2 separate regions of the Mustela erminea genome follow, and region 2 is linked to region 1. A link is a contact called in public Hi-C data. All regions are on one chromosome and are shown on one strand. The core of a region is the stretch at or near the end of the contact, and the rest is flanking DNA. Distances in the headings are between cores, read along the strand shown.

Evidence for each region. Hi-C and Micro-C count contacts between places; a contact is called where the count stands out from the background.
Region 2: a Hi-C map of spleen shows a contact between it and region 1, with 2.9 times the contacts expected there. The contact joins the enhancer-like site here to the promoter of NDUFB3 in region 1. A contact is called at or near these places in 2 of 3 Hi-C or Micro-C datasets (fibroblasts and spleen).

Annotation. Positions count from the first base shown.
Region 1 is chr8:12,720,107-12,726,258 of mMusErm1.Pri, reverse strand. NDUFB3 (NADH dehydrogenase [ubiquinone] 1 beta subcomplex subunit 3) reads right to left here and starts at 4,757. Exons shown (of 3, transcript XM_032354401.1): 1 at 4,633-4,757. It overlaps FAM126B (protein FAM126B), which reads left to right and starts at 4,774. Exons shown (of 15, transcript XM_032354394.1): 1 at 4,774-4,855; 2 at 5,860-5,893.
Region 2 is chr8:12,792,949-12,798,635 of mMusErm1.Pri, reverse strand. It overlaps CFLAR (CASP8 and FADD-like apoptosis regulator), which reads right to left. Exons shown (of 10, transcript XM_032354407.1): 8 at 5,138-5,219. Among named protein-coding and RNA genes, the nearest start is that of CASP10, 22 kb to the left of the region's middle. Within about 2 kb of position 4,030, the one cell type or tissue checked has open chromatin away from gene starts, as enhancers often do. A contact at or near this core is called in fibroblasts, where this site is marked.

The DNA.
Region 1 (6,152 bases), core at 3,508-6,007:
ACGGGGCTTGAACTCACAACCCAGGGATCAGTAGTTACATGCTCTACCGACTGAGCCAGCCAGGCACCCCACTAGTGTTATAGTGCACTATAGTGCATAGATAATGTAAAAATAAACTTGAGTTCAGTCCCGAGTTAAATTGCTATGAATTTCAAATTAAGGAGGTATGAATTAATACCCCTTTTGTATAAGGTTAGCAGTAGCAAGTCTATAATCACTGCTCTCCAGAAATAAAACCAAACCAAATAATTATTACCATTATGCCTGCATTTATAACTCTGAGCAGGCCCAATAATAGGGCAGGGCTCTTACACTGCATTTTAGAAGACAGAGGTAATTATTAGACAATGTATACTAAAGATATATCATGTGAAATGTTCATTCCATTAAACAATAGTCCCCAGAATATTGGAGGGGGTGTTATACATAGTAATTCTGACAAATTAACCAACACTTTATATTTAAATATATTAAGATAATCACAAAACATTATTTTGATGTTTTTTACTTTTAAAAAAGAATGAAAACCAATTCTCACCAAATGCAAGTTAAAACAACATTCACAATTTCAGTGAAACATTTTATTATTATCTGGTGGATTCAATAATAGAGGAAAAAAATTACCATTTCAGATTTCAAGCTGATTTTGAGATTCAATACATTATTATAAAAGAAATACTTTAAGAAGTGTTTCATTAGGATATCTTGGTTTCATTTCAAAAGTCTTTAAAGAGATTACAAGACAGACCCCAATTTTGGCAAATGTCAGTTCTAGAATGCTAACCCTAATTGAGTATCAACATACCTGGAAAAGAATACAAAACAGATGTCAAAATCTTTTGGTGAAATAGTTTGATTTTGAGAATAAAAATGAAGGGGCTCCTGGGTGGCTCAGCTGTTAAGCATCTGACTCTTGATTTCAGCTCAGGTCATGATCTTAGGGTTGTAAGATGATGCCCTGCAACGGGCTCTGTGCTGGGCCTGGAGCCTGCTTAAGATTCTCTCCCTAACCCTCCCACCCACATTTAAAAAAAAACAAAGAAAAAAACAGAAAAATGGATGCATTACCATATATGAAGGCTATTTTTAAATTATAATATTACTATGTTCAAAACATTAAGTAATCTGGGAGAAATTTTTGAAAAAAAAAAGAAAGTATATATATTAATTTCTCTTCATTTCCTTTAATAAATTCAATGCATTTTCTCTCTTCTACCTCATTAAAATATTTCAGAAAGCGTCCCTTTAAAGGCATTTACTAAGTAGAATATTTTAATGACTTTTCAAAGAGCGGAACAACACAATTTCTAGGGAACTTTTCATTTTCTTTTAAAAATTATTTCTATTTCAAAATAGCCATAAATCAAACAATGATATCCTGATCACTTGAAGGAAGTTTGGAATTCTACTTCAGCGCAGACTTTGGTGCTATACAGATTGAATCCTGGATGCACCACTGATAGCTATAAACTTCTGGGCAAATAATTTAATCTCTCTGAACTTGTTTTCTCATATAACATGAGGATAAAACCTACCTTGCAAGATTGTGAGATTTGTAGGAAACACATCACACTGTGTTTTTACACCCAGGTGATGAGAATGCGACTTAGTTAGTACAACCACTGTGAAAAACTGGTCTGAACTAGAAACGTCCAACATCTGAATACCTTATGGTCTAGAGCTGCACTATTCAATATGGTTTTCACTAGCACTCTAAGTGTGACCAGTGCAACTGGGAATTACAACTTTTTTTTTTTTTAAAGATTTTATTTATTTATTTGACAGAGAGAGATCACAGTAGGAGAGAGGAAGGGAAGAGATCACAGAGAGAGAGGAAGGGAAGCAGGCCCCCTGCTGAGCAGAAGCCCGATGTGGGACTCGATCCCAGGACCCTGAGATCACGACCTGAGCCGAAGGCAGCGGCTTAACCCACTGAGCCACCCAGGCGCCCCGGGAATTACAACTTTTAATTAATTTAAATTTTAAGTTGGATTCTCAAATCAGTTACTGGAAAATTTTAGTGTGTTTGGAACAATTTAGGTATATGGATTTATTTTTTTAGTTGTAAACTTTGCAAAATATAAACATAGATCAAGTGTTTATATTTATGAAAACTTACCATACAAACATATTTAAGTGTAAAATACATCAATTTTGAGAAAGTATAAAGAAAATGTAAAACATTTCATTAATAACTTTCAATACTGATTACATCTTGAAATAATACTTTGAATATGCTGGCTTAGACAAAATATATAATTAAATTAACTTTGTTTCTTTTTATCTTTGTAATATAGCTACTAGAAAACTGTAAATTACATATGAGTCTTGCATTATATTTCCACTGGACAGCACTGTTATTAAAAACTTATGTGTGGGGGCGCCTGGGTGGCTCAGTGGGTTAAAGCCTCTGCTTTCAGCTCAGGTCATGATCCCAGGGTCCTGGGATTGAGCCCCGCATCGGGCTCTCTGCTCAGCAGGGAGCCTGCTTCCTCTGCTCTCTCTCTGCCTGCCTCTCTGCCTACTTGTGATCTCTGTCAAATAAATAAATAAAATCTTTAAAAAAAAACAAACTTGTGTGTGTAACTATATACACACACACACATATATTTTAACAATAGATCTATTTTATAAGAATCTTCTTAGGTTTATGTGGCTACCCCAAACTGTAAACAATTCAAATATCCAACAATAATAATGCATCATTTATGGAAGTCACGCTATGGAGTACACAATGAAGAACCACAAGCAAAAGTATGAACAAATCTCACAAATAATGAACAAGGTTTGAGTTTCAAAAATACATACACTTCCATTCTATTTATATAAACTGAAAAACCAGACAATTCATTTTTTTTTTTAAGAAATGCACCATAGATGGAAAAATTAAAGCAAAAAAACTGAATGTTTATCACAAGTTAGAATGGTGGTTACTCTTGGTGGAAGAGACAGAATCACAGAAGCTCATACAGGGAGCATCTAAGGTAGTACTTTTCAGTCTACTTTTAATTCTTGCACCCCAAAGGAGCTTTTTCAGATATTTTTTGCCTTATCACATTCTCACCCCGCTGCCCCAGTGAAATTTTAATACCACGGATATACCATACTTATCTGCTAAGGTACCATGGCTCTTTGGAGGGCCACAAACCATAGCAGTCTTTAAGAGTTTTTTCACCTTTCCTCCAAGAGCCAATTTTCATCTCTTTGAAGGATAATCACGTCTGCTGAGAATGCAAGTTCTATTACTGGCAATGTTTTATTTTCTAACGTGAGGGGTTTGCTTAATTGTAACTCTTTTTTTTTTTTTGTATTTTGTAAATTTATTGGGATTATACATAAAGTTTTGTTTGAAAAATGGGATATGTTGTTTAAAATATTTGGATACCAGACTTTTTTTTTTTTGATGTTTTAAATTTTTTATTTTTTTATAAACATGTATTTTTATCCCCAGGGGTACAGGTCTGTGAATCGCCAGGTTTACACACTTCACAGCACTCACCAAAGCACATACCCTCCCCAATGTCCATAACCCCACCCCCCTTCTCCCACCCCCCCTCCCCCCAGCAACCCTCAGTTTGTTTTGTAAGATTAAGAGTCACTTATGGTTTGTCTCCCTCCCAATCCCATCTTGTTTCATTGATTCTTCTCCTACCCACTTAAGCCCCCATGTTGCATCACCACTTCCTCATATCAGGGAGATCATATGATAGTTGTCTTTCTTAATTGTAACTCTTTAAACATATTTATATTTTATACACCCTTCTGCTATGGATATTTCACAATAAAAACTAAAATCAGATAAACGACAGATCATGCCAAGGATTCAACATCGGATAATTATTTTAGTTTCAGAACGGTTCAGACAAAAAACAGTAAGTTTATTAGTTCAACAAAGAAAACACCTATAATCATGAAACTTTTAAAAAGTTAGCTACCTGTGTTTGGAGTGAATCTCTACTTTCGTGGAGATCGACTCCACCTCCACTAGGGGGGCTGGCATACCTTCCCTAACTAGAAAATAAGAGGATAATGCCACTCACAGTACATGTAATTTTATGGTTTACCAACGACCTTCAAGTAGATAACCCAACGAGCCCTCATCTTTAAAACTGTGACTAAGGGCATTAAAAAAAATAAAAGACAAGTGAACTTTTAGCGTCTCCTCCAGTCTCTGCGCCTACTTATGTGCAATTTAAAAACAGTAATCACTCTAAAAATGGATGGGATTTTGTACCCTGCTTTTCTCACTTTAACGTTACCATAAACATTCACACCAGAAAAGCCTTACTTGAAACCATACATGAGTGTTGTGAGGCAGGCATTGCAATTATTCTCATTTTAGGACTTTTCGATTTGGAGCTGTTCTGCCTTTATTCAATTCGGAGGTAAACCAGAAAACACAGGGCGGGGGTTTGCAGGTGGGAAAGGAGGGGAAAAGCGTGTGGACCGAACCACAGTAACTCTCACCGCATCCTTCTACAAAGTACCCCTCACTATTGCTACTTCGATCCCCTTCCCTCGAGGTACCTACGCTCAAGGCCATTCTCCATTTAGCCTTACCCTTTTCGACAATCCCCAGAACAGTCTCACTCTTATTCCTGACCAAGAAGCCTCCCACCAACTCTCATTTACCTGACAGCAAATCTGACCTCTCACGACACTCAAGAGTCAATCTTCCAGCCGGCGCCAAGCGGAAACGGAAGTTGTCCCCTGCAGTGCCTTACGGCAGGAAAGCGGAGCGGCCATTTAACGTTCCGCACTAGGTCACGGATTCCTGGACCGAGGGCGGAGGACATGAAGGGTGCTGGAAGTCGACATTTTTTCCGCGCATCTGTGCATAGGGGGTCCGACTGAGGTAAGAATAATTGTAGAGGAGAGAATGGGAGGGAAGAGGCGATGTTTTCCTTGCTGGGAGACCGGAATCCTTAGACACTGCACAGAGGGGAGGGCCGCGAAGATGCTCCAGCCAGTAAGGGAGGCAGTTGTTAGAGCGTGGAAGCGGCCAATGGGAAGGCTGGTTGTTGCGCTGCAGTTGGCAGGCTGCTGCGGGAGGCGGTGGCGGTGAGAAGCCGGAGGCAGCGGGGTGACAGGTAGGCGGCGGCGCTGTCTTTGGGGGACGCGGAGTGCTAGATCAGGAGGGATTTTCTCCTCGGGCTGCGGGAACCGTAGAGAGGATGTGACGAGGGTGGTCTTGGAAGGCGGTAGCTGGAGAGTTGGTGGTTCCGGAACCTCGCGTAGACCAGGTAGCAGCTTGGGAGGGTCGTGAGGAGAAAGCCGCTGAGGCTGGTGGAGGCTGAACCTTGCGGGGCGACGTGGGGGCCTAGGGCGTGAGGGGCTGCGGTGGCAATGGCAGAGAGAGGAGAGAGGCGGGAGCCAGACGACATCGTGAGGGATGGAGGAGTTCCTTGCACGAAGCTCTAAGAAAAGGACGCGGCATTGCAGGCACCGGAGAGAAATCCTGGAATTGCTTCTTATGGCCATTTCTCAGGGTGGGAAGGGTGTGTGGAGAAGAAACGTAATTTACTGGCGGTCAGATCCTTCGAACTCTTTATAGCTATACATTATGTAACCCTTGGCTGTTATTTACCCAAACAACTAGGTTGTCGCCCTTGGAAGAGGAGGTCTTGCAACCTAGTGATGTGTTAGAATAGTTTTTTCCTTGGTTTGAGCGCTTACTACGTCGGCAGGCTCCTATCGGTGAAGAAGCATGAAGGATAGTCAGGAAGCTTATCCCAAATACGGACTTGGGCTGAGAGAAATGTTAGTTTGAGACTAGGAGCCAGGTTCATGTTTTGTAGTTCATGAATTTGTTTTGACGGTGACGGCTGATTATAAATATATATATTTTTTAATCTTCAGGAAAGTGGAGAGCCTCAAAAATCTATTGTAAGAGGTAAGTGCAAGTTGGAAAATGACTAGAAAATTAGTTGTTAGATTCCCACCCCCCCCATATTGTGGATGTTAGGGACTGAAAATAATGTGGTGGTTTGAAGGGGGATAGGGTGGGGAGAAGAAGTCATCTTTTAAGTAATTTGCTTACTAGGTCTGATAAACTAGTTATGAATTATTTCTTAGGTTTAGGAAGTATGCTCTTTGAACCTCTCCAGCTGAGGTAAAACGTATTTACAGACACAATGAACTGTAAATTATTA
Region 2 (5,687 bases), core at 2,781-5,280, 73 kb before region 1:
ACAGCAGAGAGCAGGCAGCTGCATGGGGCCAGCAAAAGAGGAACCAGTCTTGGAATCCCAAGATCTAAGTTTAAATCCTGGCTCCTCTCCCTATCTGCTGGGTCTGAACCTTGCCTGATCCTAGAAAAACTAACTTACGCCAACAGAGGGACTAGGAAGGGGACAGGAATCTGACGTCTGGGCAGAAAATGCTTACCTTATAGAACAGGAGAAAGAAGAATAAAGAGGAGGTGAAGGCAAAAATGGGACAGTCCCCCAAAGCCAATAAAGACGGCAATTTGGAGGGACCTCAGACCAAGATGGAGCCGCCATTAAATATCCCTCTGGTAGCCCAGTCACCTCAGAAGACACAGCCTGAAGTCCTCATCATCGAGATGTCCCGTAATGTCACATCTTTCCTCTATCTTAGAGGGAGGGTTGATGCTAGCTAGCATTTGCAACTTTCTTGCTTGGGCCAGCAAGAACATGGGTAGAGCCCCGTCTGGTTTATAAGATCAACAGAGTAATGACAGTAGGAGTTTGAACAAACTAACTGTCTTAATTTATTCATCTGTAATTACTGTGAGTACTACTAATGCCTATACCATGTTCTTCAAAAGGTTCTTCAAAAGGTTCCTGTGACGATCGGTAAGATGTCTGTAAAGACACTTTGCCAACTATGGGTCCTTACTCAAATGTAAGATATTAATTTTAAAAAGAAAATGAAGACAGCCCCTCATGGAGCCTGCAGCGCATCTCTCTCATGGAAGCTGCTCCTCAGACAGGACGTCCACAGGGAAGTCTCTCTAGCCTACGCTGAAACGCGTGGGGAGCAGTTGGAGTCTGTGTCCCATTTATCACAGAAGCTGCCTTGTCTTCCCTCAAATGGGGAAGAAAAACTTGGATGCTGAGTTTGGAAAATAAAACTTCAGCGACTGCAGAAGTCACACTTCTCCTTATACCCTCCCTGGAAACCCCAGTCCTGACCCAACCCTATCTCCGTAAACCTCAACTTCCCCAAATGATGAGTTTTTGTGTGGCCTTGCAGTTAGGACAAGGGCTAGGGTCAGCACCAACCAGAAGGTTTGGGGGCTATTGAGATGAAATCCAAAAAAACTAAATACGGCAAAATGACACCATTCGTTGAGAATTTGTTTTCATTTAAAATGAGTTCACACTGGGGTGCTGGTTGGCTCAGTCAACAGAGCATGTGATTGTGAGTTCAAAGCCCACCTGGGGTGTAGAGTTTACTTAAAAATAAAATCTTACGGGGCGCCTGGGTGGCTCAGTCGGTTAAGCGTCTGCCTTCGGCTCCAGTCATGATCCCAGGGTCCTGGGATCGAGCCCCACATCGGGCTCTCTGCTCAGCAGGGAGCCTGCTTCCTTCCTCTCTCTGCCTGCCTCTCTGCTACTGGTGCTCTTTCTCTCTGTCAAATATATAAATCAAATCTTTAAAAAAATAATAAAATAAAATAAAATCTTACGGGGTGCCTAAGTGGCTCAGTTGGCTGAGTGTCTGCCTTTGCCCCAGGTCATGATCTAAGGGTTCTGGGATCGAGCCCCCCATCAGGCTCCTCACTCGGCGGCTGGCTATTTCTCCCTCTCCCTCTGACTGTTGCTCTTCCTGCTCATGCTGTCTCTCTCTCTCTGTCAAATAAATGAATGAATAAAATCTTAAGAAAAAAATCTTAAAATAAAATAATTAAATGAGTTTGCATTAATCTTGACACAATCTATAAAAAGTCCATTAAACCAATGTATAAAATAAGAAAGGTGGAGTGCCTCATCATTCTATTTACCACTACTTAATGAGCACCTTGTACGAGCCCAGTTCTAATTATAATAAAGCATACAAATGTGGGCACCTGGGTGGCTCAGTTGGTCAGGTCATGATCTCAGGGTCCTGGACCCAGAGTAGGGCTCCCCGCTCAGCAGGAAGCCTGCTTCTCCCTCTCCCTCTCCCTCTGCCTGCCACTCCCCCTGCCTGTGCTCTCTCCCTCTCGCTCTCTTCCCGTCAAATAAAGAAAATAAAATCTTAAAAATAAAAAGGGCATACAAATGAGAGCCAAGTCGGGCAGGATATTCTTAGTGAGAAGGGGAGTTAAGTTTCTTTACAGGAGGACTGCTCAGTCTTTCAGACCAATATGCAAATCTCAAAGGAGGAACAAACTATTCATCACTTCTCAAATTAGCTTGACCCCAAAACTCATGTTTTAAAAAGTTCCTCTTCCTATGTTGCAGAAACACTGTATTTCATGTTGGGGAATAAAGATGAGCCTATCAAGGAGCCTATCATCTGGTTGGGGAGCTTATAAATGGGCACAAAACAATGACTGGTATGTCACACAGTACAGTGGGGTTTTAGGTAAAAAAAAAAAAAAAGCGGTCAGAGGAGGGATCATCAGTGCAGTCTGAGACACCTGGAGATGAGACTGCGGTAAAGATATTAATTTAGGTGGGGGCCCGACAAAACAGAAGAAAGGGGACACCTCCCCCCCGCCAAGTAGGGGGATGATTATAACAAGGACAGAAGAGTGAGTGAGCTAGGAAGTGGTGACAGAGTCAGCTTTGTGGAAGTCTGACTGACTTTGTATAAGTCTTTCGTTTGTTTCCAGAGACCAATAAAGGGGCTTTAATGCACAACCCACAATCACTCAAAATTATAAACTACCTTTTAGATATCTTCTTTTTAAGTACAAATGGTTACTAGTCATTTCTTCTGGACTAGCTTTTCTTAGGAGAAAACAGTATCCATAATGAGCCTGTCTACTGCATGTCAAAGAGGCTTGTAGCACACCTCAGGCAGCCCCAGAGCTCTCTTCCACGTAACCACAACTCCTTATCCACAATTCAGAAAACCCAAAAGCTCTGAAAACCTTAAGTTCTTTTCTGGGATTCATTTTGTGGCAAAACTTTTCCTGAACTGGTGAGAAGCTGTTGATAGCCTTTATTCCACTCAGTGTAACTATCCACTCATCTTGCTGTAGAAATGGTCATGTATGGGCTCTAAGACCTTTACAAGTATGAATTCATTCACTTCTCCCAAACTCCCCATGAGGTATCTCCTGTTAGTGAACTATTTTATAAAAGAGAAACTGAGTGGCGCCTGGGTGGTGCAGTCGGTTAAGTGTCCCACTCTTGGTTTCCACTCAAGTCATGATCTCATGGGTCATGATCTCAAGGGTCATGATCTCATGGGTCATGGGATTAATCCCACAGGTCAGCCTCCACACTCATAGGGAGTCTACTTAAAGATTCACTCCCTCTGCCCCACTCCCAACTTGTGCTCAAGCTCTCTCTCTCTCTCTCTCTCTCAAATTAACCTTTTTTATCATTTTTTATAAATTTTATAAATTTTTAAATTAATTTTTATAAAATTTTTTATAAAATTCTTTTTATAAAATTTTTTATATAAAATTTATAAAATAAATTTTTTATTTATTTGACAGACAAAGATCACAAGTAGGCAGAGAGGCAGGTAGAGACAGGAGGAAGCAGGCTCCCGGAGGAGCAGAGAGCCCAATGCGGGGCTCGATCCCAGGACCGTGGGATCATGACCCAAGCTGAAGGCAGAGGCTTTAACCCACTGAGCCACCCAGGCGCCCCTCAAATTAATATTTTAAAGAAGAAGAAGAAGAGAAACTGAGGTTTACAGAGGCTAGGAAAACTGTCCAAGGTCACAAGCTAGGACATGACTGAGCCATGAGTCAAAGCCACCCAGTCATATTCCAGGACCCACCTGTGACTACGCTCCTAGTAATAGTGGAAAACATAAATACACATTCATTCCTGGTGCACAAGAGACCTATAACTCAGCAAGGGAAGTAGACACAGACACTGAGGTTTAGTCACAAATTCACAGCAGGTCATGGCGTTATGATCTCTTCATACAACAGATATACACCCTACAGTTGGGAACTTTCTGCTAATGAATGAAACAAAACTGATTATAATAGAAAGTGAAAACAAATACTCTCTTTTAAAGCAGGAAGTTACTCACTGAAGAAATATTTTCTCATTCTTATACTGGTACTAATGGTTAAGAGAGAAAGGACACTTATCTATAGCTGAGGAGACAGCATGTCTCACATCTAACCAAAAATAGGACATGAGGAAAGTGAGATCATATCTGAAATCCTGGGAAATTCAACCTAATATTTGCTAATTTGACCTTCTCTTAGATTCTCTTCCCATAGAACTCACCATGGTAACATTTTCAGGGAGCCTAAAAGACAGCTCTGACTCATTCCAAGAATTCTGAAAAGCAGGAAACCTGTGGAAATGTGCTAATCAACCCTTCTGAGGGAGAGATAAATAATTAAACGTGTTCTTTCACAATGAGATTCTTATTCTCTCTGACGTTCCCCTGGGCCTGCTTCAGTTTGAATAGGACATCAACAGCTGAGCAAGAGAACCAGCTCAGATCCCATCAAGAGTAACGCACAAGTAGCACAGACCAAGGCCAGCCAACCAAGGCCAGGGAGAAAGAACTAAGTAAGGAACACACTGCCTCTAAGTGAACACCCACGTCTAATATTTTTTATTTTTCTCCAGAAAAGCTCTCATAATCTAGTTGCATGACGTGCTGGGACATCTGCTAACACTGGGACCAGAAAGCCTTCCGTTTTAAACCCCCACTCTGGATGCCGGGACTCCTCCCCGCCGCAGCATCCAGCATGAAAAAGCAAGACGGACGCGCCCCAGCTTTCAGCCAATCACACCTTTGTGCCAGAGACAATGCCATGAGCTCCCCAAATCCCTTCCTTTCCTTCCTGGCACACATCCAGGCTGAGTTCCTTGTCTCCTGTAGTCAGGTGAGGGCCCACGAGGAAGTTCGAGCAATGGATTGTGAGTGGGAATGAGGCACCACACCTTCAGGACCGGTCCCTAAACTCTCTGGGGGAGACTCCACGCGCTTCCTTCATTCACCACCCAGACCCAGAGAGTCCTGTACAAAACCCCAAGGCTTCAGATGATGATGTCATTGAAGGATCCCGTGGAATGAAGCTCACTCCAGCCCGATCCAGGCTGTGACATGACTGAGAAAGCACCCCTCGCCATGAAAGCCACAGACTTCCGCCGCGGTTTGCTGCGAACAGCTTGTCTGGGCCGTGACCTCTCTGTGGGCCTTCGGGTAACCCGCAGCTTCCATACCTACCTGCGTCGTTGCCAATGCAATCAATTATCAGGCAGATTCCCAGGGGTTTGCTCTGCATCCTGTATCTCTCCTCTGGAATGTGCTGGAAAGGAAAGCAGGAATGGTTAAAAACTCTGGACACTCCTCTGTTTCCACAAGGTCCCACACGCATACCATCTTTTCTTTTGGATTTCCTCAAACGTCCTGTTGCCAGGTGAGTCATTCAACAGACACAGCCTGAAGTCACCACAGCTGACGTTTCCCATTAATTTCACATTTTTTTCTCTATTTAGGTAATGTGCCGAAGACAAGCTGTCTCAGTTTTTAATTTTAATGAAAATCACAGTCTCTTTGCACATGACTGAGCTCGGCAGGATGAAGACAATTTAAAGCTGAGAGAAAGGATGGGTCATACGTTTCCACAGTAACTTGAGGTTATACAAGTGGTATCTTTCCAAACCAGTACAAAAGGAGGCCTTCTACGGGCTCCTTATGGAGAAGGCGTTCAGCCTTTAAAAAAGAAGCCAGACCAGGTCGAGTTTCAGTGTCCCTGGTTACTAATAAATTCAGC